5 separate regions of the Mus musculus genome follow, and regions 1, 2, 3 and 4 are each linked to region 5. Evidence: chromatin contacts called from public Hi-C and HiChIP or PLAC-seq data. All regions are on one chromosome and are shown on one strand. Each heading gives the region's core, a stretch centred on a gene start, on an enhancer-like site or on the middle of the called end of the contact. The rest is flanking DNA. Distances are from core to core; before and after follow the strand shown. Region 1 has its middle 10 kb from the start of Smim43. Region 2 overlaps Anxa5 (annexin A5). Region 3 holds the start of Bbs7 (Bardet-Biedl syndrome 7 (human)). Region 4 has its middle 15 kb from the start of Gm25696. Region 5 holds the start of Zfp267 (zinc finger protein 267).

Region 1 (4,692 bases), core at 815-3,314, 380 kb before region 5:
AGACAAAGCTTAATAGAAGCGGAATATTTGTGATGAGCGTTTATATAAACATACGTTACAAGTTTTTAAGTCGTTGTTGTCGGCTGTTTTCAAATCAAGTCGACCTGGCTCTCAGGAAATAATCTGTGGTCTGTTGGTTTGAAAAACCAGTCTGCACAATAGAAACATAAATCTCCTTTTACCTGAGAAATAGAAATTCCAAGACTTTGGAAACGAGTTTGGAGGTTGAACAGTAGGGAGACTGGAGACCCCGTTATTATTACTCTGTGAGTTCAAGGACAGCCTGGGCTACACAAAGAAACCCTGTTTAAAAATAAATAAATAAATAAATAAATAAATAAATAAAATTATACACATATATGTGTGTATATGTATATATATATGTGTGTGTATATATATATATACATACACACACACACACACACACACACACACACACATATATATATATATATGAAACAAAGAATGAAAAAGGGAGAAAAATAAAAGGCAGAAAACAAACCATCATACAACCTCAAACAAACAACAAAACACCAGCAAGCAATACTGCTCACCACAGCCTCACTAACATGGCTGCCTTTCTCACACCCTTTCCAAGTAGGAAGTGCTTTGGGCTTGCTCAAGGAACTTGGAGAGGTCTGTGTCAACAACTGGGAGCCTCTGGGGGCAGAGTCCTTTCAGTTTCAAAGAGACTCTAATACCTCAGCAGCTGGTTCAGGCTGGTGCCCAGGTTTTCTATAAGACAAAACACAGGAGAGAGACTTTTCACCACAGAAGAAAGAGTTAAAAGAAAGGCAGGGCCTGCCCCTGTGGCCTTGATGATTTCCTCTGGGGAACTGCCCTGCTGTGCTCAGTCGTGCTTCCTGGTTTGCAGTGAAGTGGCTGGTTAGAAACAGTTCCTTACATGGAATAACTAGCTAAAGGCAAAGGGAATAATGTCTGGACTGCTGGAGATTGCAGAAGTCTCTGATGTGGGTCAAGGTCCTTCCAAGAGCAAATTGCTCTCCAGGAAAAAAAGGCACTTTGGATTTTGAACCATGCCTATCATTATAGCAGCTGGGGACAATTCACCCGGATAATCTCCCTCTTCCACCACCCCTGGTTTTGGCAGAAAGAACGTAAGCCCTTTGAGTCTTGGAACTAGAGGATGTGGAGATAATTGTGTGTATGTCCCTAATTTAGGGGGACAGAGACACAAAGAAGCTACCACCATGGCCAGAGTTCAGGACTTGTGCCAGCAAAGACTGTCCAGAATGCTGGCCCCTTACATATGGTAGAGCTGAGATCCAAACACTCACAGAGACCACAATGTGCGAGGCAAAGATTTTAACTGGGCCAGGTCACCTGCTCTCTTAGGCATCAGGACTCAGCAAATGACCCCCAGCGGCCGCAGGGAGAACCTTCTATAGCTCTTTCATGACCTTTGCAAGTAAACAAAGCTTAATAGAAGCGGAATATTTGTGATGAGCGTTTATATAAACACACGTTACAAGTTTTTAAGTCGTTGTTGTCGGCTGTTTTCAAATCAAGTCGACCTGGCTCTCAGGAAACAATCTGTGGTCTGTTGGTTTGAAAAACCAGTCTGCACAATAGAAACATAAATCTCCTTTTACCTGAGAAATAGAAATTCCAAGACTTTGGAAACGAGTTTGGAGGTTGAACAATAGGGAGACTGGAGATCCCGTTATTATTTAACCCATATTAAAGTCAATAGTGAAGGCAGAAATGGGGGAGTCTGCTTCTAACATTAAGCTTTTACCCACTTTTTCCACAGCACCTGAGAATCCAAGGGAATTCCGCAGGGGCGGGAGGGGGCTGGGGGAAGGGGTGTCACTTGGTAAATAACCAAGGTGTCAGCAAACAAAGCTGACGTCTGGCTGGTTTCCTCCTGCAGAAACCCTTCCAGCCGGCAAATACAGGAGAAAAAGAGGGAAACGGGTGAGGTACAGCGGTGTTGGGCACTGAGTTATGAGAGGTGGCTGTGGTACAGCTTGGGTGGGCGGAGAAATTCTTGATGTATCGTGAAGTTCCGAGCCCGTAGCTCAGCCCTACAACCCACAGAGTGATTGATTATAAAGAGCACAGACGGCGGCGGCGCCGGAGGAGAAGGAACAAGCACTTCTTTTGGGTATGGCAAAGTTTCTGTTTCATTATTGAGTGTAATCCGACCAACAGATTTCAGATGGGGCGAAACCTACAAGGGCGTATTGGTAGTCAAGTACTTTTAGGTTTATCAGTACCCTGAACATTTTCTTTTTACATGCTCTCTGGGTCATAAAGAAAAGAATAGGACAGTCTCTTCGCTGTTGAATTTATCACCCATGGCTTCTGACCTTGTAGGAAAAGGGCTAGAGTCCATTTACACCTCTGAAACTGGACATCTTGTTTAGGGGTTGCGATTTATTCCTCTAATGGCAGCACGTTCGTTAGATCAGAGTGTGCATAAATACAATTAAACTGTACCTGTTGAGATCTCCAGAGGAAAAGATCCCGACGAGCTGTGCGTATATTTTCTTTGCTTGCTTTACACATTATTCTGCTTAGTTACAATTCAACTACTGGATGTCTTTAAACTATTTTAGCATCATCTGACAGATAAGAAAAGTGATGGTTTCTGCAAAGTACTCTCAGAAATGCCAAATTTTAAGATGATATAATGTGGTTTTGTCCAAAATAGGACAAAAGCAAGCCTTGGGGACTGGTTGGATTGCAAGGCCAACAGTGCCACCAGGGCTACAGGCTCTGTCTGTTTGCTTTGCCATGCGTTATCCAGTGAGTTTACCCTGGGGCTGTTTCTGGAGGATGCAGGCTGACTGCCAGCAGAAACTTGGATGCCATTCTCATTTGCTTATATATGGAGAAAGAGGAGAGAAAGAAAAAAAGAACAGGAAGGGAGAGAAGAAAGGAGAGAGGGTGGAACGGAAGGGGAGAGGAATAGAGAGGGAAAAAGAGAGACAGAGAGAAAATCCTTAAGTGTGTATTGTAGGATCACATTAACCTTCAGGGCAGAAACTCTCTTGGGCTTCCTAAGTCTTTTCTCTCTTCCCTCCTGTGGAGATCATCTGGACCACCTGCTGTGGAGGAAACCTCCCTGCCCCTGGCTTCTTGAGGTATCTTGGGAAGTGGCAGATAACTGGCCCCTACCTCTTGCAGAAGGAGTCAACTCCTCCAGCACTTTGGTGGCCCTCCCAACCCAATGACAGCGAGCTCTGTAGTACTGATCAGTCCTTTGTGCCTCCAGCCCGGGCCGTGATTCTGTGGTATCTAGACTTCACTGTTTTGCATCTCTCCCCACTCAACAGCCTGTATGCCTACAGATGATGAAGCACTGTTCAGCTTTCGGGAAGGCTTACTCATATATTTCCATTAGATTAAGTCAATGTAGGCCACAGGCTCTCTTGTGGACCAAAAATAAGAAATCATTCTATTCTCCGAGTGCATTTTTAGACCATTCAGGACCCACTTCTCAGTTTTATCCATGCCATAAGGGAAGAGGGAGACTCCTGAATCAAGTCGGAATTCTGATTAAGAACACTGGGTCTCAGTGGTAACTGAAAGTGTCCAGGAGACCCAGCTGGCAGGGTAGAGTGCCCAAGTTAACAGCACTTGAAATACCAGGGCAGCTCACAGCACTGTGTCGCATAGAAAAGGATAGAGTGTTGGGGGCCAGGGCTGGGATCCAAGTCTGGCTGTCTCAGTGTTCACTGTGGATGTGTGAACAACAGCTTGGAGCACCAGATGTGAGCGCTCAGGCTGCGGCTGAAGGAGTAGCCAGATCTGACAAGCTACTGACTCACCAAGGAGGCCTTGGGTTATAAACGAAGGGCCCTTTCCCTTCACTTTCTTTTCGTCTTTGGGTAGCCCATTTTAGCCTTAGCCATACTTTACCTGTGCTTAAGCTCACGCAGCTCCCAGCATCATCAGTTCCTATAGAGTCTGTAGACCTTGTTGGTGTCAGCAGCCTCACCACTGTTAAATAAAACTGGGTTGAGCAAAGATTTGCTGCTCAATAATGCTAAGATTCTTTCTTTTGCTCCATGACAGTATCAATCCAAGTCTCAGGTTAACCACAGTCATATTGACTCCAATATTCCTGGCTAACTTACCAGAAGACTCTAATGTAAACAAATCCTGCTTGGTCACGATTGCACTCTGCCACTTAATGTGTGTCTTCAGTAATGGATGGATTTGATACATCATCTGTTGTGTTTAAGGCATTCCATGCCAAGAAGAGAATCTCAACTGTTTTTTGCAGAAGTTTTCTATGTGATAAATTCTGGGATCATCCTACAGCCCTGGTGTCTTAGTTAGGGTTTTACTGCTGTGAACAGACACCATGACCAAGGCAAGTCTTATAAAAAAACAACAATTAAATGGGGCTGGCTTACAGATTCAGAGGTTCAGTCCATTACCATCAAAGTGGGTGGGAGCATGGCAGCATCCAGGCAGGCATGGTTCAGGAGGAGCTAAGAATTCTCTGTCTTTATCCAAAGGCTGCTAGTGGAAGACTGACTTCCAGGCAACTAGGGTGAGGATCTTATGCCCACACCCACAGTGACACACCTACTCCAATCAGGTCACACCTATTCCAACAAGGCCACACCTCCAAATGGTGCCACTCCCTGTCCCAAGAATATACAAACCATCACACCTGGGCTGCCTAATTTTCTGTCAACCTGAGTCATCTGGGAA
Region 2 (4,419 bases), core at 1,252-3,751, 300 kb before region 5:
TAGCAGTGGAGGGAGCAAACTCCTGAGTTTTCCTTTGGGAAGTCCGTGTTGGTGTTCTGAATACATGGTTATCTGGTTATTTACCGGATTATATGGAAGCACTAAGAACATTAGTAGGAATCGTCTTAAAGCCACATTAAGAATAATACTATGGCCCTCTGATGTCTTAGACACCATCATAGAGGTTTGCAAGCGTGGCTTGTCTTCAATACCCACAGGGCTTTAGAATGCTTTGAATACTCTTCTCACAGCTCATTATACTGACTAAGAAGTTATTATCTGGCTAGAGATAAATCCGGGTCTTTGATGTGACAGAATATGGGAAGAGGTTTTTTTTCCCCAGGTTAAATAATTTGGAGTTTCGATTAAGTGCTCAGAATGACTGGAGAAGTGAATTTGCAGGTGGTTATAGTTTTTAGATGCTCTCCAGATCCTGCAGGCCCAGGTCCTGGACTCACATGGTCTGAAGGCTGCCTCTGTCTATTCTGAGCATTTGTGCAAGAACCAACTTTAAAAAGTAGCCTTTCATCTGAGCACACAGTCAATGAGTTAGACACTTGGCTCTTTCATGATGAAGACACACAAGAACGTCACCGTTGTTATGAGCACTTAATTAAAACTCCAAATTATTTAACCTGAAAACACCCACCTTCTTTCATACCAAACACACACATTTGTTTTTCTAGCCAGATGATCATTTCTCAATCTGCCTGAGAAGCTGCTTTTTGTAATCTTTGAAAAGGAAGAACCGAGAAGTTTCAGAGCTCAAGGATTGTCAGTTTTATAGCCTACAGAGTTTTTGTGTGCTAGGTGTCGTTTGCTGAGTGACTCTGGTCTGCACGCCCTTAACCTATGTCAGCTGTGATGTGGTGGGGTGAGCTGCCATAGGTTAAGTGTTTGAACTGCAAAGGATACATCCAGGCTGCTTGTGTGAATTGTGAGATTTAGCTCAGAGATTCCGGAGAGGTTACAGAAAGTCAGTCCAAATGTTTCCAGAGATTAGAGTAGTATTCTTGTATCATTTGATCAGATATCTTGGAACAGAAACTTCCAAGCTACTTATATAATTTATCGGTGGTGAAAGCTGTGGCATTATCACCACCCAGGTGCCAACAAAGACCGCAGAGAACAAAGGGGCACAGAGAAGAGCCTCTTTTCCAGGGCCTTTCTGGACCCGCACAGTCCTCTGAAGAGAGCCAAGCTAGAGAGTCAGAAGACAGCTGCGGAGGGAACCCCAGCAGCTTGCAGATGCCCCTCTGCAGGGCACCTCACTTTTACACTTAGAAGCAGAGCTAAGAACAGGAGACAGTGTTTGCATTTTGATTACATCATTCTTCATGTCCGAATAGCTTTTGACAGTTGTACTATGTGTTTTCTTAGTGAAGTCTATTCGGAGCATACCTGCCTACCTTGCAGAGACCCTCTACTATGCCATGAAGGTGAGTAGACACCCTGCATCTAATAAATGCAGCCTTCTCTAGCTCTGACTATGCTTCATGTGACAGCCTGGGGATGCATGTCTCTTTCCGATGTGTAGCCTGTTTCTTCTACGTTACCAGACTTCAATGATTTACCTCAAACCAGGGGCATTTGGTGCTGTATGTGAAGACTTTTAACACCTGCACTCTTTTCTCCTTTAAAGGGTGCTGGGACGGACGATCACACCCTCATCAGAGTCGTGGTGTCGAGGAGTGAGATTGACCTGTTTAACATAAGGAAGGAGTTTAGGAAGAACTTCGCCACCTCCCTGTATTCTATGATCAAGGTAGAACTTTGGTTTACATTAGAAACACAGAGCCAGATCGGGCAGCATGAAGGAAATGGATGGAAGAATCCAGTTCCCGTGCTAAGTTAAAATATTAGTCATAGGATTAGAGGGGTTCTAAAGAAGGATAAAGGGGGAGCTGGGTTACAGCCCCGGCCAAGGCTCAACCGACCCAAGGCTTTGTCCGTTTTTAGAATGTGTGCTTGTGTATCCATCAGTATCAGCTGCCTTTGTTAGCTCCTCCCTCTCGTCAGTGTTTCTTTCTTCCTTGTCTGTGGTCACTGTGCCCCTGGTGTCAGGTCATAGCTGCAGCAAGAGACCCCTGTGACCTTGAAGTGTGGCTGAAAGGAAGTCTCTTGACATCTTTCCTTGTGGACCACGTGTAGAGAGAGGTTTCAGTTGAGCAAAAGCGTTGGATTTAATGTGTGTGGTGTGTGGAGCTTGGGTTGAGGGTTGCCAGCGAGTCTGTGCACTTAAGACACTAGCATTTCACACATAAGCGGCATGAGGGGAGCCCAAGGAAGGCATGCCCTATGCCCATGTCCGAGGCAAAGCCACAGCCCCTGAGAGGCCCTGCATGCCTTTGTTACCCGAGAGAAACTGGGCGTCTGTTTGAAGGCATGATGATTTAACATACTTGGAACGGCTTCTCTGCTTCTCCATGGAAGAACACAGTCCACTCCATTAAGAGAACAGCCCTCGAGGGGTAAAATTAGAAAGTTAAACTGAGCGGTATTGGTAGGAATTTCCCTGTGTAACATTCCTGTTGTGAGAGTCATGCAGAGAAGTTGCCCAGTGGGGAGAAAAGTCACAGGAACGATAGTCACCCTCAGCCATTTCCTCATCTTTTTATTTCCTGTGGCTTTTGTGAGTCATGGAGTTGACAGAGTGTGTTTGGGTTCCAGGGCGACACATCTGGAGACTATAAGAAGGCCCTGCTGCTGCTCTGCGGGGGCGAGGATGACTGAGAGCCGCCTGGAGCGCCCTGTGCCTGCTGCCCACCATCAGCTTTCCTCAGCACCACACTTGCTTGCATTCTGTGCCTGCCGCGCTGCCTTACACTAGTATGCTAATGACCAAAGGTGTCTTAGATGAAAGCAGTGTCCCGCCCTTCTGATGTTCTGTCTACAGTAGGTAGTGACCTTCCCATATCTCTCAGTCCAATGTCTGAGTTATTAATATTGTCTATGAATTGCTTTTTATATCCTTTTTTAAAGCTTCATTTATATTAAGTTAATAACCCTATTATCTTGATTGGAACCTTAGCGGTGAAATTGTGAACTCTTGGAAATGCTGTCAATCAAGCTTACTGCTCTAGCAGACCTGCAAAATTATGATGGTAGTATCCAAAACATTGGCGACAAATAAAAACATTCCCTTCCCTCCAAATCCTGTGTAGGTTTGTGTTTAGAAAGCTTATTTAACAATGATATCCCTTTGAAAGCAGGCACTTGACAGTAGTATTAGTTAAAGCTAAAACTATAGTTGGTCTTGGGGTACTAAAACATGCAGTATCGCAGACTGAACTTCCTAATGCGGTGAGGTAAAGGATGGAGAGAGAATGGGGGGTGGGGGATGGGAGGTGGGGGTAGGGTGTGGATGGAGGAAGGGGGTGGGGTGGGGTGGAGGTGCATGTGTTCCTCTGTGTGTGTGTGTGTGTGTGTGTGTGTGTGTGTAAAACAGTTTCCTGGTGGGATGAAAGCTGGGGAGGGGAGGGTCCCCTGGTGGGAGGAGGGGAGGTGAAGAGAAGAGATTTATTTCCTCACCAGCTAGGACAATACTATGGAGCTTCTACTAGCAGCAGAAAGAGTAAATTTTGCACAACCTAAAATTTCAGTGTGTTCGAGTTTGCTTGTAACTCTGCTCTTTACCTTCTCCTCCTCCTCCTTGAGATAATTGTAGAAGTTTCTTCCTCCAGTCCCATAGTCCCAGAAATAACCTAATGGCTCATAACCTAAGATAACCCATTTATTCTAATCCATGTTCTGCCACGAGGCTGGTTACCTGTGCTCAGGCACCACACGTCTGTCTCATCACAGATAACACAGACAGTACTCTTTAGGAAGCCATTTCTTCAGCCTTGCCTTCCTGTTTCCCACCTTTGGGTGCCTTGAAGTGGAGTTACCTTGACATTTGTACATATGCTATATACTCACGGCTACTTTTTTTCCTAAGTAAAATGTTAATATCCTTATTAAATAATGACAGCGATCTTTTCACAGACCTCACTGTTCTACAAAATAACCAAGGAAACTGTAAAAATTGTGTGTGTGGTAATGTGAAGTTGGACACCCCACCCACCCATAAACACACACACACACACACACACACACACACACACACACACACACACACACTCCCGCCCAAGCTCCATAGACGCAGAGCCCAGTCCATCACATAAGCGGTGCAACACACACTTGCCGGCTCCTGAGCGATGAGCTGACTGTGCTGGCCCACACCTGTCATCCGTACATCGAGGAGGCTGAGGCAAGAGGATGTTTCGAGTTCCAGGCCAGCCTGGGCTACAATAGGAAACTAATCAGAAAAAGAAAATGCTTTACCGTGTGCTGTATTTTCCAGTTTGTAACGCCCTGCTCCATCTTGCTGTGAACCTGCTGTGAAAACAGTAGTTCTTCTCAGATCACTTTTAAAGA
Region 3 (4,723 bases), core at 1,241-3,740, 460 kb before region 5:
CCTCCGTTTCCTTGGTGCAGGGATTAAAGGAGTGTGCCACCGCACCTGATAATTCCCATCCTTAATACAATGTATCCCTAAGCAAGCTTTAGTCATGTGACTCGCACCCAGCGATGCAGTGCTGGCAATCAAGCCTAGGGCTTTGTAAATGCAAGGCAAGCACCCTACCAACTGAGCCACATCTACAGAACCCCTAGGCTATTTATTTAGTAAATTAATTTGTCTCAGAAAGTTTGGTGCACAAAATGATGAGTTTTATATGTTAATTTTGTACACCTCAATTTTACAAACTTAATTTATTAGTTCTAACACTCTTAGCAAGGTCTTTAAGTCTTTCTATATATAGATCATATCATCTGCAAACAGAGACAATGTAACTTCTTTTTCAATTTGTATACTTTTATTTCTTTCTCTTCCTAATTACTCCACAGTCCAGTACTATACTAAGAGTGGCAAAAGGGGATGCTCTTAACTTTTTCCAGATCTTAGGAGAAATGCTTCCAGATTTCCCCCTTCACTTTGACATTCATTGGCTGTGGACTTTTATTATATAGACTTTATGATGACACATGGTTATTTATATATTTTATATGCATTGGTGTTTTGTATGCATGTTTGTCTGTGTGAGAGTGTCAGATCCCCTGGAACTGGAATTATAGACAGATGTAAGCTGCGATGTGGTTACCAGGAATTGAACCAAGATCCTCTGGAAGAGCAGCTAGTGTTCTTAACTATTGCTTCTCTCCAGCCCTGGCACACGTTCTTTATACAGTTAGATTTGCTCAAAGGTTTTTTTCACAAAAGCATGTTGAAATTTTATGTTTTGGGTTTTTTTTTTTTTGAGACAGGTTTTCTCCATGTTACCCAGGGCTTTTCATTAATGACCAACTTACCCAGACTTAGGGGTAGCTGGCCTCACAGGTGTGCTTGACAGCTCCTGGCTGGAATGATGTCTTCGTTGTGCTGTTGGAATCGTTGCTAGGTTGTTTGCTTGCTTGTTTTGAAATTTTTACTTCTTTGTTTCATCAGTGATCTTTGTTTAGACTTTTCATTGACTTTTTCCCTTCTTTCACCTTTTTTTCTTTCTATTTTTAAGTTTTAAAGAAAATAAGTCTATTTTTGCTCACAACTCTAGTTCATATCCGTTGGAAGGATTGCACCTGCTGATGCTCTTTTTGTTAGTAGCCTGAAGGTAGAACAAGACAAGTGGCAAGAGACTGTGTGTGAGATGTGCATGGGGGTGTGTGCATGGGTGTGTGTGTGTGTGTGTGTGTGTGTGTGTGTGTGTGTGTGTGTGTGTGTTTCTCTTGTGTCCTGTTTTGGTTTGGTATGAGGAAATGCTGGCCTACAAGAGTTTGAAAAAGCCCCATCCTTTCAATTTTAGGAAATAGTTTGGGAAGAATTGGTGCTTTTGTTTGAAGTCGCCTGTCCTGAACTTTCTTTTTAAGGTGACTTCTCATTACTTGCTATTGGTTTTTTTGTTTGTTTGTTTGGTTTGGTTTTGGTTTTGGTTTTTCGAGACAGGGTTTCTCTGTGTAGCCCTGACTGTCCTGGAACTCACTTTGTAGACCAGACTGGCCTCGAACTCAGAAATCCGCCTGCCTCTGCCTCCCGAGTTTACTCAGATTTTCTGTGTCGTTACTGTCTAGTTTCTCCGCTTATTCTATTGTTTCAAACTCATTTCTTAGGTATTATTATTATGTTTCGATTTGATTTGTTTGACTCAGAGTCTTGTACTGTGGCCCTGGGGGAGGGGAGTGTAGTTATAGAATGGGAGGAAGAGGATTGGCAAGATGGCTCAGCAGGTAATGGGCAGGTTGCCACCAAGCCCAACGATCCTCAGGGTGGAAAGAATGACTCCTGAAAGTTGTACTCAGACTTCGACATGACCTCCAAAACACACACACACACACACACACACACACACACACACACACACACACACACACACACTACATAAATACAGTTTATGGGGGGTTGTTGTTTTAGAATTTGCGTGCCAGGCTGGAAGGTGGCTCAGTGTTTTTAAGAGCACTTGCTGCTCTTGCACAGGACCCAAGATTAGGTTTCTTAACAAACACATGGGAGTCCCAAGGCCCTGGCCTCCTTAGAAGGCAACACGCATGTGATGCACATTAATACATCAGGCACTATTCATATACACACAAAACAAAAATAAATATTTGAGGGGAAAATTTGTATGACAAAGCCTAAAATGAAGAACCAGGAGTAGAACAAGGCACAAAATATTCGCTTCTCCAGAGTTTCATTCAGAGCTGAAGGAACATGCATGAGCGAAGCTCCAGCGAAGCTCCAAGCAGATCGCTGGCCCAGCGGCCCAGAGCTGGGAGGCAGAGAATGCGCCCCGGTTGCCTTGGAAACCGGCCAGCGTCTGAGGACCGTTCCCTCCGCCCCCCTTTCCTGGTGCAGCTCCCCGGGAGAGGGCGGGGCTTCACAGTGAGCTAAGATGGGTCACGTGTCGAGCCCGCGTTGCTGGGCGCCGCTGCCCTGACGCAGGCCGGCTCGTCAGTCTAGTGGTGGGCTCTCCGAGGGAAGGCTTCCACAGCGGGTCCCGCCTCTCCGTGCGGCCGCCATGGATCTGACGTTAAGCCGGGCAGACTACCTCCAGGTAAACCGATTGGCGGGCGCCCTCGTGGGTGGACGCGGGCCTGGGGAAGCCCCGGTCCCTCCAGGCCCGGGTCCTGGGGGTGTCCCAGCCGCTCCCAGTGGTCTCGACCGCCCTGTCACTCCCACTGGGCCTGACCACACCAGCCAGATTTCAATGAACCATCACAGCCCTAATGAACTGACTAAATCATCACAAAAATTTGCCACTAAGGTAGTTAGTGCAAATGAAGAATTAGGAGCCCAGAGAAGGTAAATACTTGGCCCCGTAGTAACAAATCATGCAGTTGCTGTTTGAATCAAAGCGCCGGACTCCAGAGCGGGCATCCCTGTGGTGCATGGCTTCTTATCCCTCCTACCCATCTCTTAAGAAGTTCTTCGTGGTATAAACATCCACTTAGTTCCCCAGGGCGTTGGGCCAGATAGTTCTCTTTAGTATTTTATGGAAGCTACACCCTGACAATATCTCTTGGATCTGTCCAATTAGTCACCATCTCTGTGATTCCCAGTTTGGGTTCTCATCTTTAGCTTGGATGGATAGGACCTACAATCTCCAAGTCCAACTTCCCCAAGCTATGGTTCAAAGCACTTGACAATGTTAAACTAAATGGATTGCTTAAAACTGTAGCAGCGTGCCTAAAAATTCAGAATAGTTATACATGCACCAAGCAGGTTTTCTCATGATTGGTTGTTTTTAAGTTCTGGTGACAGTCACCTTTGATGAACAAGTCATGCTGTTTTTCCTCGCTGTGCCTTTTGTAAATAGTCATGGTCAGTTTCACTGGAATCTTAGGATGTCAGCAGGTATGTTATTTCAGCGGAAGTCCCCTATTTCCCATCACTAATAGGAAGGGCTTCTGAAGATATTTTCTGAAGCTCCTTGCCAGTAATGTTACACGATTATATATATATTTTAAACGTTTTGGATTGTTTCCTGTATTCCGACCTTCTCTGACATATTTCATCAAAATGAAAGTTAACTGATAAGAATATACATTTCAGTGAGAAAAAAAAAAACCTAAAACTGAAAAAAACTAAAACTCCCATGATGTGGTCTGTTCTTCTTAAATTATCAATGTAAGAACTTCAAATTACAGCATGTCCGAAAGCATCCACTTTCGGATGTTCAAATTACAGCATGTAGAAAGCAACTAGCTGGCTGTTCTGTTTCCTTAGGTCGGAGTGACCTCTCAGAAAACTATGAAGTTGCTTCCTACCTCAAGACAAAGGGCTACACAAAAGGTGCTGTAGATGCTGCCTTCTCCGCCTTCTCCTGCCTCTCAAAGGGCAGGCTCACGTTGCCATCCTTACTGGTACCTTGGTGTGTAACAGGTGCTGACATTAAGATGGAAATGAACAAAGTTGGAATAGGAGCCAACGTTTACAGAAAGTAGTGTCCTCGGACATTGATATTACATACAAGTAGTAAGTTGTGTGAGGAAACTCGGTAAGGACCATACATCATGAGCTTCAGCTGCAGTTCAGTAGTAGGGACTTAGTTACCATGTTCAAGGCCCTGAGGTTAGTCCCTAGCACTGAAAAAACAAAACAAACACTCCATTTTTGGTAATAATTCACTCTGTGTACCATGGAAAACGAAGTGTAAAGTTCAACAGAACATTGATTTCTGTAAACTTTCTATTTTGTTGTTGTTTCTATTTTGTTTTTACTTATTTTATTTTTGAGACATGCTTTGATGTGGCTGAGGCTGGCCTCGAACTCTTGATCTTCCTACCTCAGCATCAGAAGTTCAGGGATTGTAGGCATGTGCAGTCATGCCTGGTTTAAATCTACCCTTACTGAGTTAGTGTTTTTAATGTTGAACTTTGTATTAGCTTGACATCTTATAGACAAAAACGAATTATTTTGTAGAGTAGTATGGTATTTTAATAGCTGTAAAGGAAATATATTATTTTGATATGTTTACATTTATCAAGATGAATTACAAGATTTTTTTCCTGATAAATGGACTTAAATACATTATTTGACCTTTGGCTGCATTTTTGAAGTGATTTACATAAGGTCAGTTCTTACAAATAAGGTATTTAAATATATGAGAGGAACCTGACATTTCAAGAATAATAAATCAAGATTATTG
Region 4 (4,612 bases), core at 750-3,249, 430 kb after region 5:
TCAGTATGGACAGCAAAGCAAACTCTGTGAGTGAGAAAAAGTGCCATTTAATTAACAGTGGATCCGAGGGAGGAGCTTAAGAGGCCACGCCTTTGTTGGGTAGGATGTGATGTACTTTTAAGAGGTGTACCTACTGATGTCTGTGCCACTGTAAACAACCCATAACAGATGCTCATATAAGCAACGCTCATCACATGCAGATGTGTGTGCAAGCACATGTGCGTGCACACACACACAAACACACACACATACACACAAGTTGGGAAGTAGAAAAAGATCGGAAGTATTGGGAGCTCCCTCCCAAGAGAAGGCAATGGGGGTAAATATGAGTAAAATATATAATATGTACTTATAAAATATAATGAAATTTATTATATGAATTTCATAACAACATGTATGCTGTTAATAATAATTATATATATGTTAGTAAAACTTAAAGAAGGTGTTGAGTATTATAACAGGGATGAGAGTTTGAGATGATAACAGGAAAGTCAAATGGAAATATCAGGAGATAGTGAAATGTAGAATAAAAAAGCCCAGTAGGGAATTCAGGATCTAAGTTCTGACGTATAAATGTGTAGCCAAAATGGATCAGAGTGTCAATCAAAGAGTGTGTGTGTTCAGGTGTACAACAGTGAAATGACAGACAGAACAATTTAGAGCAACCAAATAAGGGGAAAACAAAAACAAAAACCAAACCAGGCCTCTGTTAGACATCTAGTCTGAACGCTTAGTGGCTCAGGAGGCCAAGTGATCCGTTTGGAACAGGCCAGTGAGTTAGTACAGCTGTTATAATGTCAAGCAGCTGGAAGACTCAGATGTAGGTGCCATTTTTGTCACAGTGGATGTGGAGAGGAAATGGGTGAGGACCAAGGGGAATGGGTGGAAATTTTGATAAGAAATATCCATTAGAATTGAGAGATAGAGAACCTTTCCAATAGGAGGGCCACCAAGGTAAAGACAGCTGCAACAAAATGGTTGTCTTCTGGTGCACACTGCAGGTCTGCCAGAACTCTGCAAGTGGAAACAGGTTCCCTTTGAAGTGAGGGTGACATAGAGGAAGAAGCTGTGGGTGGAGACCAAGAAGAAGAAGCTGGGTAAAATGTTAATGGAACAGCTTTGCCTAGGCCTTTTGTTTTATTTCTGAGTTTGAAAAGGTAGACAAAGGAGAGAGGTGTGCGTTGGTTCCATAGAATAAGGAAGGAGACAAGGCGGACAGGGTGGAGAATGTAGATGGAGAGCAGGGCAGGACCTTCAGTCCCAGCTTGGCAGAGAATGGGAAAGAGAAAGTGCAGATGTGAGGAGCCTGGAGAGGAGCCAGGGAGCTGGTGACTTTTTTTTTTTCAGCACAGATATGGGGTGCAGGGGTGGGAGTGGGGCCTACTCCATTTACCTGACTCGGGGAATCATATTACTGTTGGACAGCCAGACTGCTTTTTTCCCCATGAGGTGTCACAGGAGATTGCATTGCTGTAAACTGTAAACTGATGTTTGTGCTAGGGAGGTACAAAAGAAAGAAAAAGAGAAGGAAGGAAGGAAGGAAGGAAGGAAAGAAAGAAAGAAAGAAAGAAAGAAAGAAAGAAAGAAAGAAAGAAAGAAAGAAAGGAAGGAAGAAGAGAGAGGCAGGAAGGAAGGAAGAAAGGAAGGAAGAAAGAAAGAAAGGAAGGAAGGAAGGAAGGAAGGAAGGAAGGAAGGAAGGAAGAAAGAAAGAAAGAAAGAAAGAAAGAAAGAAAGAAAGAAAGAAAGAAAGAAAGAAAGGATCCAGTCTGCCTTAGCCACGTAACTCTTACTGAAATGTGTTGAGTACTGATGACAAGGACAACAGAAGGCAGTTCCATCACAGATGACATATATGGCAAAACCAGCGTCACTTATAGAGTCAAAGTACAGACTTAATTGAGGGTGAAGTCAATTTCACAATGTGCTGTGTGATGTGTACTCTTGTCTCAGGAAGCTCCCCCACCCTGGTCAGGGAGAAGTCGCAAGTTCGGTGGGTGTGGTTTACCTCTCTGAGTAACAAATTCAGCTCAACAAGAAGAAAGACCTGTAATGAGTCAGAAGCGCAGTCAGGAGGAAATCTACCCTTAAAGCTCACTACAGACCCAGCTAGCTTTTCAGAAGCAGAACTGGAGAAACCTGTTTTAGAAGCAGCACTGGCCTCCTGATACAGGCTCTTCAGCCTCTCCCTTTCCACAATTTTCCTTTAAGGCAGGTGACTTTTGCCCTGGAAAAACTAGCCACTACCAGTAGTGGTGGGGATGACAGCCCCACCCAAGGTTTCTGCCTTCCCTTTTATCAGTCATTTGCTCTGCAAAGTCCTATAACTCCTCCTTTCCTGGCACTTCCAGTTCCCGGAAGTACTCCTTTTTGGGTCTATAGAAAGAATTTTTAAAAAGGGTGGAGTCAGGACTGGGTGGGCTGCTGAGTGATGTAGGGTAGCACTCTCTGATCTAGAACTCCATCGCTAAAGACACTTCTAAAGAGTGCAGGGCCTCGGGAACTGCAGGCATAGAAGCTCATACTTATAAGGGCAATAGAGTATGGGAGAACGTACTTAGAAAGTAGAATTCTGGGGCCATCTCTAATACCATGGACTCATAGTGACACATTTGTGTGAGAGTCTATGACTATAACACGAAATTACCTATGATCACAGGGTCTTAACAAACTCGGAATTGCTTTTTGGGAAGGGCCAGTACTCCCTCTGGGGTATTTGAAACTGGAGACTTTGTAGTTGCTGAATCTGCTGGAGTGCTCCAGACATTTAGAAGGTGTGGGGCATTTAAGTAACAATACTGCAGAAAAAGAGCTACAGACACAGGGCTGGTACTAGTTGGTTACCATAGATCTAGTAGAACAGAATATTCCCTTCAAGCCTACTAGACCCTATGTTGTTGGCTTTTTTTTTTTTTAAACTTGATGGATCACATTATTTGAAAATACCATTGAATATAGTTGGGCTTAGTATGTGCGAGTAAGACAGGGTCTCAATAAGTTGAGGCCAGCTCAAAGTGGCCTCACACTGACTGTGTAGCTGACCTTGAACTTCTGACTCTCCTGCAGCAATTACAAGCATACACCACGTTGCTCAGTCACACGTGGTTCTGAAGATTAGACTCAGGACTTCCTGCACTCTACGCAAGCTCTTTGCCGACTGAACTACAACCCTAGCCTCAAGTTGTTTACGTCTTTACTAATTGTTTCAGTGCTGTTTTCCAATATGAGAAGCAAGATAAACACCAAGGGGTGGACCCAGAAGTTCTTCTCCTCTCCCTCTGTTCCCCGAGACCCAATCCCAAACCCTGCAACAGTTCACTAGCTGAAGCTCCCTTCCTCCTTCCCCCATTTCCTGTAGATTCCACTGACCACTCCCTCCTAACCCCCACCCCCAAACCTCATCTTAGTATCCCAGCCTCCAACACCGGTGTGCATTCCCTGTGAACATACAAGCAGAGCAGGTCAGGAAAACAGGCAACATGCAGCCATCACACTCCCTGAAAATCCAAAGAGGAAACAGAAACCAAGGAACACAATACCCAGACATAAAAGACAAATCCAGAAAACAGCATCTAGACCTATAATCACCAAAAACCCAGATGTTGACACACTAGCATAAGAACACACTCAACAACAGCCAGGGGCATGGCAATAGCCACGTCTCCATTGGCAGTGAATATTCCAACATAACTGAAGCACAGGAAACAAGTTTAAAATCAAATATATGATGATGATGATGATAGAGATCCATAAAGAGAAAATGAATAAATGCCTTTTAAAAATCCTAAAAAATACAAACACTGGGAAGGAATGAGTAAATTCCTTAAAGGAAACCCAAGAAAATACAAACAGGTGAAGGAAACAAATAAAACTGTTCAAGACCTGAAAATGGAAATGAAAGCAATAAAAAAAAAAAACACAAACTAAGGGAATCCTGGAGATATAAAACCTAGGCAAGTGAGCAGGAACTACAGATGCGAGCATCACCAACAGAATGTAAGAAATGGAAGCGAGAATCTCAGGTGTTGAAGACACAGTAGAAGAAACATTTGGCAAAGAAAATGTTAAATCAAAAAAACTCCTGATAAAAACATCTAGGAAATCTGAGACACTATGAAAAGACCAAACCTAAAAATAAGCAGAGGAAAGGAAGAAGAAACCCAGCCTAAAGACCCAAAAAATATTTTCAACAAAAATCATAGAAAAATTTTTTTCCTAACTTCAAGAATGAGATGCCTATAAAGGTACAAGCATTATATAGAATACCAAGTAGATAGGACCAGAAAAAAAAATGTTCCATCACTACATAATAATCAAAACACTAAATTTACAGAAAAAAGAAGTAATATTAAAAGCCTCTAGGGAAAGAAAGCCAAGCAACATACAAAAGCAGATCTATTAGAATTACCACTGACTTCTCAATGGAGACTCTAAAAGCCAGAAGGGTCTAAGTAGATGTACCGGAAGATTCTCTGTCTTTCCTCCTGGTCCTTCCCTCCCACAATCCTTTCCATCACCCCCTCCCCTTCTCTGAGAGAGTGGAGGGCCCTCCTGGGTACACCCGCCCCCTCTCCTCCCCTCTTGGCACATCAAGTCTCTGCAAGGCTAGGTGCTT
Region 5 (4,937 bases), core at 1,658-4,157:
GTGAACTGTATTCATGGTTTAAAGTTTTATTTCAATGCTAACGGATCTTCAATTAACAGAGATAAAACTGCAAAACCCTGATTTTATAAAAGCCAAGACCTTGCAAACTGTTAAAGATAATTAAGACTTGCAAGTTCAAGGTCAGTTGCCTTATACATGATCAGTCTTTCATGTGCTCCGAACTATGCTTGTAGTCATGTTAAGTATAATGTGATTTCATTTAAAGGGACATGCCTCCTGAACATGTCATCAAGGTTAAGCCGAAAACAAGTAATTGAAAACAAGTACACTTTGTTTAAAATCAGGCCAGATAATAGATTCAATGACAGCCCTCAAGCCCCTCAGAGAGATCTGCTGAAATATGGCATTTCAGGTGTTTAATGAAAAAGGCAGAAACCCCAGCGCCTGGCCACAGCCCTCACCCTCCACCAAAGAAGAAGGGGCAGTGGACTTCACCTGGAACAGAGCTGCGATGGTAACTGGACAAAGAACTGCCATTCACCTCCCCAACCACTAGGACCTGGCCAAACTGTAGACAAGGGCAACACTGGACAATCTACTGCCTCTCTCCTGCTCTCGTCAAGGTAGCTCAGTCCCCAAATTCCTCCTCGGAAAGTTTCTTGGATTTTCTGGACCTGCAGACCAAAGACTAATACTGCCCTGGGTCCTCTGCCTGCAACAAAGCTATCAAGATCAGCATGGAGGAGCCCAGGTGGCCTGTCCAGGTAGCAGGTTAGATTCTGTCATTCCTCATTGATACAGAGGCCATTGGGTCTGTATTTCCTACTCAAATTTATCCCTCTCAGATCTCTGTGATAGTGTTGGCAGTGGGCCTTAGCTTATGTTTAGCTGACTTCAGCCAGCCCCACTGCCTAGGCTACCGCTGCCAGATCAGTCCAGCCATACCTAGAAAGTCGGTTTCACTTTACAAACATTTTGGCCTTACAATAACTTTGGGTACAAAAGTTGAACTTGTTGATGATACAAATTTAAAAACGTTAAAAAGGTTTAAATTATCTTAGTCTCTTAAGTAAAAAAAAAGGCTTCTGGGTAGAGGTTGAGGCCCAATTACCTGCCAGCATGGTGTGGTTTCACATTTAAAAATTAGGCCTTTCTTTGCTAGCTTAGAGCTACCGGGGGTCTCCTGCTGAGAAAGGCCAACCCACAGCCAGGTTTACCTTGCAGACCGGCTTCATGCTGAGAAAGGAAAACTCACAAGACTTATTTCCAGGCTAAAAAGAAAAGGCCTTTTTACTAATCCCTTAAGAACTTTTTTTTCCCCAATGGCTGCTCTCAGGAACCGCCTCAGTGGGTTAAAGGCACTGGCTGCCACAACTGTCAACCTAAGTTTGGTCCCTGGGATTCCCTTTATGGACAGACGACCAGAATCCTCTCACCCCACAGGATCCCATGGCTGGCATGCACCTATCCAGCTCAGAAGATAAATAAACAAATGAAAAAGAGACAATAACAACAGAACAAGGAAGCAAGAAAGGCTAGTGAGTCTAAACAAGGGGACAAGCAGGCCCATGAGCCCTGTCACCTTCCGTCCCTACAAGGGATGCAGAGCAAGGCGGGAAAGCCCAGAACTGGTTTACAGAACACTTCTCCCATGACTACTTGGCAGTCTGGATTCATTCTTACAAACTTGCAGCAAGGATTTAATTAAGCAACCAGAAGGCCTCCTGCATGCTAAGTACAACTGGCAGAATATTGATCAAAAGGCTGAGATAGCTCAAGTGCGTTTCAGATGGGAGAACACCAAGACATCCAGCAGCGTCCCAATGCGGTCTAGCCTCACACCCCAGGCTGCTGGGACGATCAGCCCAGACACTGACATCATTGGATGCTCCTAGACACTGGAGACAAGGCAGCTGGTGTTGGCATCTCTGAAACCCGGGCAAGGAAAGGGCCAAGTAGAGTCAGATGAAGATAGACCCATCACTATGGAAAATCTCCAAAAGGCAAGTACAACCCCAAAGCATTCTGATTGGGGTTCCTGTGTCTAAGGATGACAAAATGAGAGGCATTGTGTGTGTGTGTTTTAATAAAAAATCAAGTGATTTTATGTTAAATATCCATAGGGTAAATCCTTTTTAAAATGTCGCCCAGTGTGTGGAGTGGGGAAAAAAACCAATCAAGCAAAATGTATGTCTATTTGAAATGCTGCGTGGGAAATGGGTGTTAATATTATTTTTTAAATGGGCATTTGGGAATGCGGTCAGGAGATGGAAATTTAGGAATCTTCCTCCAACCAGAGGAGAAGCGAGGACAGGGGAAGAGCAGTCATCTGGATAGGAGATTCTGCTTCGCGTTTATCTAGACTGCTCGGGAGGAGGGACAGGACACCTCACTGAACACTTTCCCTGCGGGAGCCCTACGCTTGCAGGTTATCGCCGCACAATCCGGGCTACTAGGCTGGAGCCTCTGAGGACTCCAGGGCAGCAGGGTCTGACCCTGGGCCTTCACTGCACCGGCTAGCTCGGGGGCGCGGCCGGGTACCGGGGATCTCCAGCTCAGGCTGCGCGGTGACGCATGGCCCACCAAGGGGGACCTCAAGCCGGCCGATCCCAAGGGCCGGCCGCAGGAAGGCGGGGCCGCCGTCGCCCCCCATGCAGTCGCCGGCTCCCCCTCGGCTCCCCGCAGCCCTCCAGCCTCGCCGCGCCACGCACACACTCACCAGCAGGCTTCAGCAGTGCTCACCGTCCTCCCACATCGAGCACTGGCCGCAGCCGATTCCCACCGGCTCTACACAGCCTCCCTCCAGTCTCAGGACACCATGCACACTCACCATTGTGGCTTGACTACGCGGAGTCCGCGTCCTCCCGGTGGATGGCCCGGCACCCTACAGACGCAGGGCAAACGGATGCCGCAGGGCTGAGCTACAGTCTACACCGGAAGAGACCCAGCCTGAGGAGGATTCCAAGATCCTGGACTTCAGAAACACAGCATGAAGGCCCGCCCCCTCTACCCTGTCTAAACGTCTGATTCGAAGTTCTCACCATCGTGCTGCTGATTGGATGACTTTCCGGTCCCGCCCCATCAGGCCCCAGCACTACCCTATGGGCTGAAATGACAAGTTTTTGGTACAGTTGTAGTAAAGCTGACCCTAGAGGAATCATTCCCATTTACTATTGTATATAAAGTCAGACCAATTTATGAATCATATATATGTATATTATTCGCAATAGAGAAGAGCTTTGGCACCATTTCCCCCTGAGCTCTGTCCTTGAATTTCAAATTTTAAAAGGGGAAAAAAATCTCCTGAATCAGCAATATTGAATATAGAAAGGGGGAGTAATACTCAAGTGTTACTGTACTGGCTAGTTTTGTGTCAACTTGACACAGTTGGGGTTACAATAGAGAAAGGAGCTTCAGTTGAGGAAATGCCTCCATGAGATCCAACTGTAAGGCATTTTCTCAATTAGTGATCAAGGGGGAAAGGCCCCTTGTAGGTGGGACCATCTCTGGGCTGGTAGTCTTGGGTTCTATAAGAAAGCAAGCTGAGCAAGCTAGCAAAGCATGCCAGTAAAGAACATCCCTCCATGGCCTCTGCATCAGCTCCTGCTCCCTGACCTGCTTGAGTTCCAGTCCTGACTTCCTTTGATGATGAACAGCAGTATGGAAGTGTAAGCCTAATAAACCCTTTCCTCCCCAACTTGCTTCTTGGTCATGATGTTTGTGCAGGAATAGAAACCCTGACTAAGACACTTACTTAATTTAAAATTTTCTACTGTTCATATTAAAGTTAAAACAGTGATTGTAATAAAACCCAGTATATCCAAACATATCATCATATGTGGAATTGGTTACACACACACACACACACACATATACATATATGTATACATACATACATACATACATATACACATATACATACATGCACACATATGTATACACACACATATATGTGTGTGTGTGTGTGTGTGTGTGTGTATATATATATATATATATATATATATATATATATATATATATATATATATATGTTACTATACTAAATCATCCAAATTCGGGTCTTCAGCAGGTTTCAGGTCACGTCTGTCACAGTCCTCTTCTGAGAGCTATAATTTTCCTGACCTCAAGAAAGTGAGGGGAACCTGAGAATCTCTCCCATTTATGTCAGAAGTGAAGCAACACAGTTTCCTGCCAATATTTCTTTTAGGTCCCAGTGAATGGGGGTAACCATGTCCTAAAACAGATCAGGGGACTTCAACCAGGAGTGTTCAAAGGTGGGCACATGAGGAGGGAAGCCTGTCTCTTGATCCCTCCATGGCCTTGCCCCCCTGTGATTTAAATAGATTATAAGAAAAATTACCACCACCACCACCACCCCTTTTTAGTTTGGCCTTGGACCTAATTGTCAGGCTGTAGATTCGGGTTTTCTTTTGTGAGACATGGTGCAAATTTAATTACCCAACCATATGCACACATGTCTACAAATTTTTCTGTATAATTCAACACCATCTAGCAATAGATCATCCAACTTTAATTAGTGGGGAAGTAAACTAATGCATATATAGCAGCTACTATTTGCCAGGTAACTTAGGATTAAAATATCATTAAGTCATGGTATCGTGCCTGTAAGTGTGCATTCATCTTCTATCTCTGAATAACAAACCACACTAAAACTTAGCGGATGGTGATAAGGCAGCTCCTCACTTGAGGTTCAGTTGAACTATTTCTGATCTGGTCAGCTGATGGGTGTCAAGGTGGTACAGCCCCGGATGGTGCAGCCCCGGAGAGTGAGCTGGCTCAACTTTACTCCTACTGCTCTCATAATGTCCCATCTTTTCAGCTTCCCGTGTAAACTTGTTCTCAGAGAGATGAGGAAGACTGGAAAGAAAAACAAAAAGACCTTTTCAGCCTAGGTATCAGACTAATAATTTCATAGACACAACGTTTTGTGAGCCACAGCAGGAAGAGACCAACTC

Evidence for each region. A called contact is a pair of places that touch in the nucleus more often than the background predicts. HiChIP or PLAC-seq counts read pairs in DNA pulled down with a chosen protein or histone mark.
Region 1: an H3K27ac HiChIP or PLAC-seq map of trophoblast stem cells shows a contact between it and region 5, with 6 times the contacts expected there. The contact joins the enhancer-like site here to the promoter of Zfp267 in region 5. A contact is called at or near these places in 6 of 39 promoter capture datasets (cranial neural crest, hippocampal neurons, liver and 2 more), 5 of 115 datasets of contacts at active chromatin or transcription factors (acute myeloid leukemia, bone marrow-derived macrophages, cardiomyocytes and 2 more) and 2 of 9 other capture datasets (adipose tissue and liver).
Region 2: an H3K4me3 HiChIP or PLAC-seq map of bone marrow-derived macrophages shows a contact between it and region 5, with 3 times the contacts expected there. The contact joins the enhancer-like site here to the promoter of Zfp267 in region 5. A contact is called at or near these places in 14 of 39 promoter capture datasets (the 3T3-L1 cell line, 3T3-L1-derived adipocytes, the HPC-7 cell line and 8 more), 1 of 484 Hi-C or Micro-C datasets (bone marrow-derived macrophages), 21 of 115 datasets of contacts at active chromatin or transcription factors (the NIH/3T3 cell line, bone marrow-derived macrophages, differentiating embryonic stem cells and 11 more) and 3 of 9 other capture datasets (adipose tissue, liver and pancreatic islet).
Region 3: a Hi-C map of forebrain shows a contact between it and region 5, with 7 times the contacts expected there. The contact joins the promoter of Bbs7 here to the promoter of Zfp267 in region 5. A contact is called at or near these places in 1 of 484 Hi-C or Micro-C datasets (forebrain), 3 of 115 datasets of contacts at active chromatin or transcription factors (astrocytes, bone marrow-derived macrophages and embryonic stem cells) and 1 of 9 other capture datasets (adipose tissue).
Region 4: an H3K27ac HiChIP or PLAC-seq map of embryonic stem cells shows a contact between it and region 5, with 3 times the contacts expected there. The contact joins the enhancer-like site here to the promoter of Zfp267 in region 5. A contact is called at or near these places in 2 of 39 promoter capture datasets (liver and pre-B cells), 10 of 115 datasets of contacts at active chromatin or transcription factors (the NIH/3T3 cell line, bone marrow-derived macrophages, embryonic stem cells and 3 more) and 1 of 9 other capture datasets (liver).

The regions. Positions count from the first base shown.
Region 1 is chr3:36,529,548-36,534,239 of GRCm38.p6, reverse strand. No RefSeq gene overlaps it. Among named protein-coding and RNA genes, the nearest start is that of Smim43, 10 kb to the right of the region's middle. Within about 2 kb of position 2,064, at least 72 of the 459 cell types and tissues checked have an H3K27ac peak or open chromatin away from gene starts, as enhancers often do. A contact at or near this core is called in adipose tissue, bone marrow-derived macrophages, forebrain and 2 more, where this site is marked.
Region 2 is chr3:36,447,658-36,452,076 of GRCm38.p6, reverse strand. It overlaps Anxa5 (annexin A5), which reads left to right. Exons shown (of 13, transcript NM_009673.2): 11 at 1,381-1,439; 12 at 1,643-1,765; 13 at 2,671-3,154. The coding sequence ends at 2,733. Among named protein-coding and RNA genes, the nearest start is that of Mir7009, 26 kb to the left of the region's middle. Within about 2 kb of position 2,501, at least 126 of the 459 cell types and tissues checked have an H3K27ac peak or open chromatin away from gene starts, as enhancers often do. A contact at or near this core is called in the NIH/3T3 cell line, adipose tissue, bone marrow-derived macrophages and 1 more, where this site is marked.
Region 3 is chr3:36,611,156-36,615,878 of GRCm38.p6, reverse strand. It overlaps Bbs7 (Bardet-Biedl syndrome 7 (human)), which reads left to right and starts at 2,490. Exons shown (of 19, transcript NM_027810.3): 1 at 2,490-2,629; 2 at 3,802-3,867. The coding sequence starts at 2,594.
Region 4 is chr3:35,718,473-35,723,084 of GRCm38.p6, reverse strand. No RefSeq gene overlaps it. Among named protein-coding and RNA genes, the nearest start is that of Gm25696, 15 kb to the left of the region's middle. Within about 2 kb of position 1,999, at least 134 of the 459 cell types and tissues checked have an H3K27ac peak or open chromatin away from gene starts, as enhancers often do. A contact at or near this core is called in embryonic stem cells, memory CD8 T cells and regulatory T cells, where this site is marked.
Region 5 is chr3:36,149,050-36,153,986 of GRCm38.p6, reverse strand. It overlaps Zfp267 (zinc finger protein 267), which reads right to left and starts at 2,907. Exons shown (of 4, transcript NM_001101478.1): 1 at 2,792-2,907. The coding sequence starts at 2,794.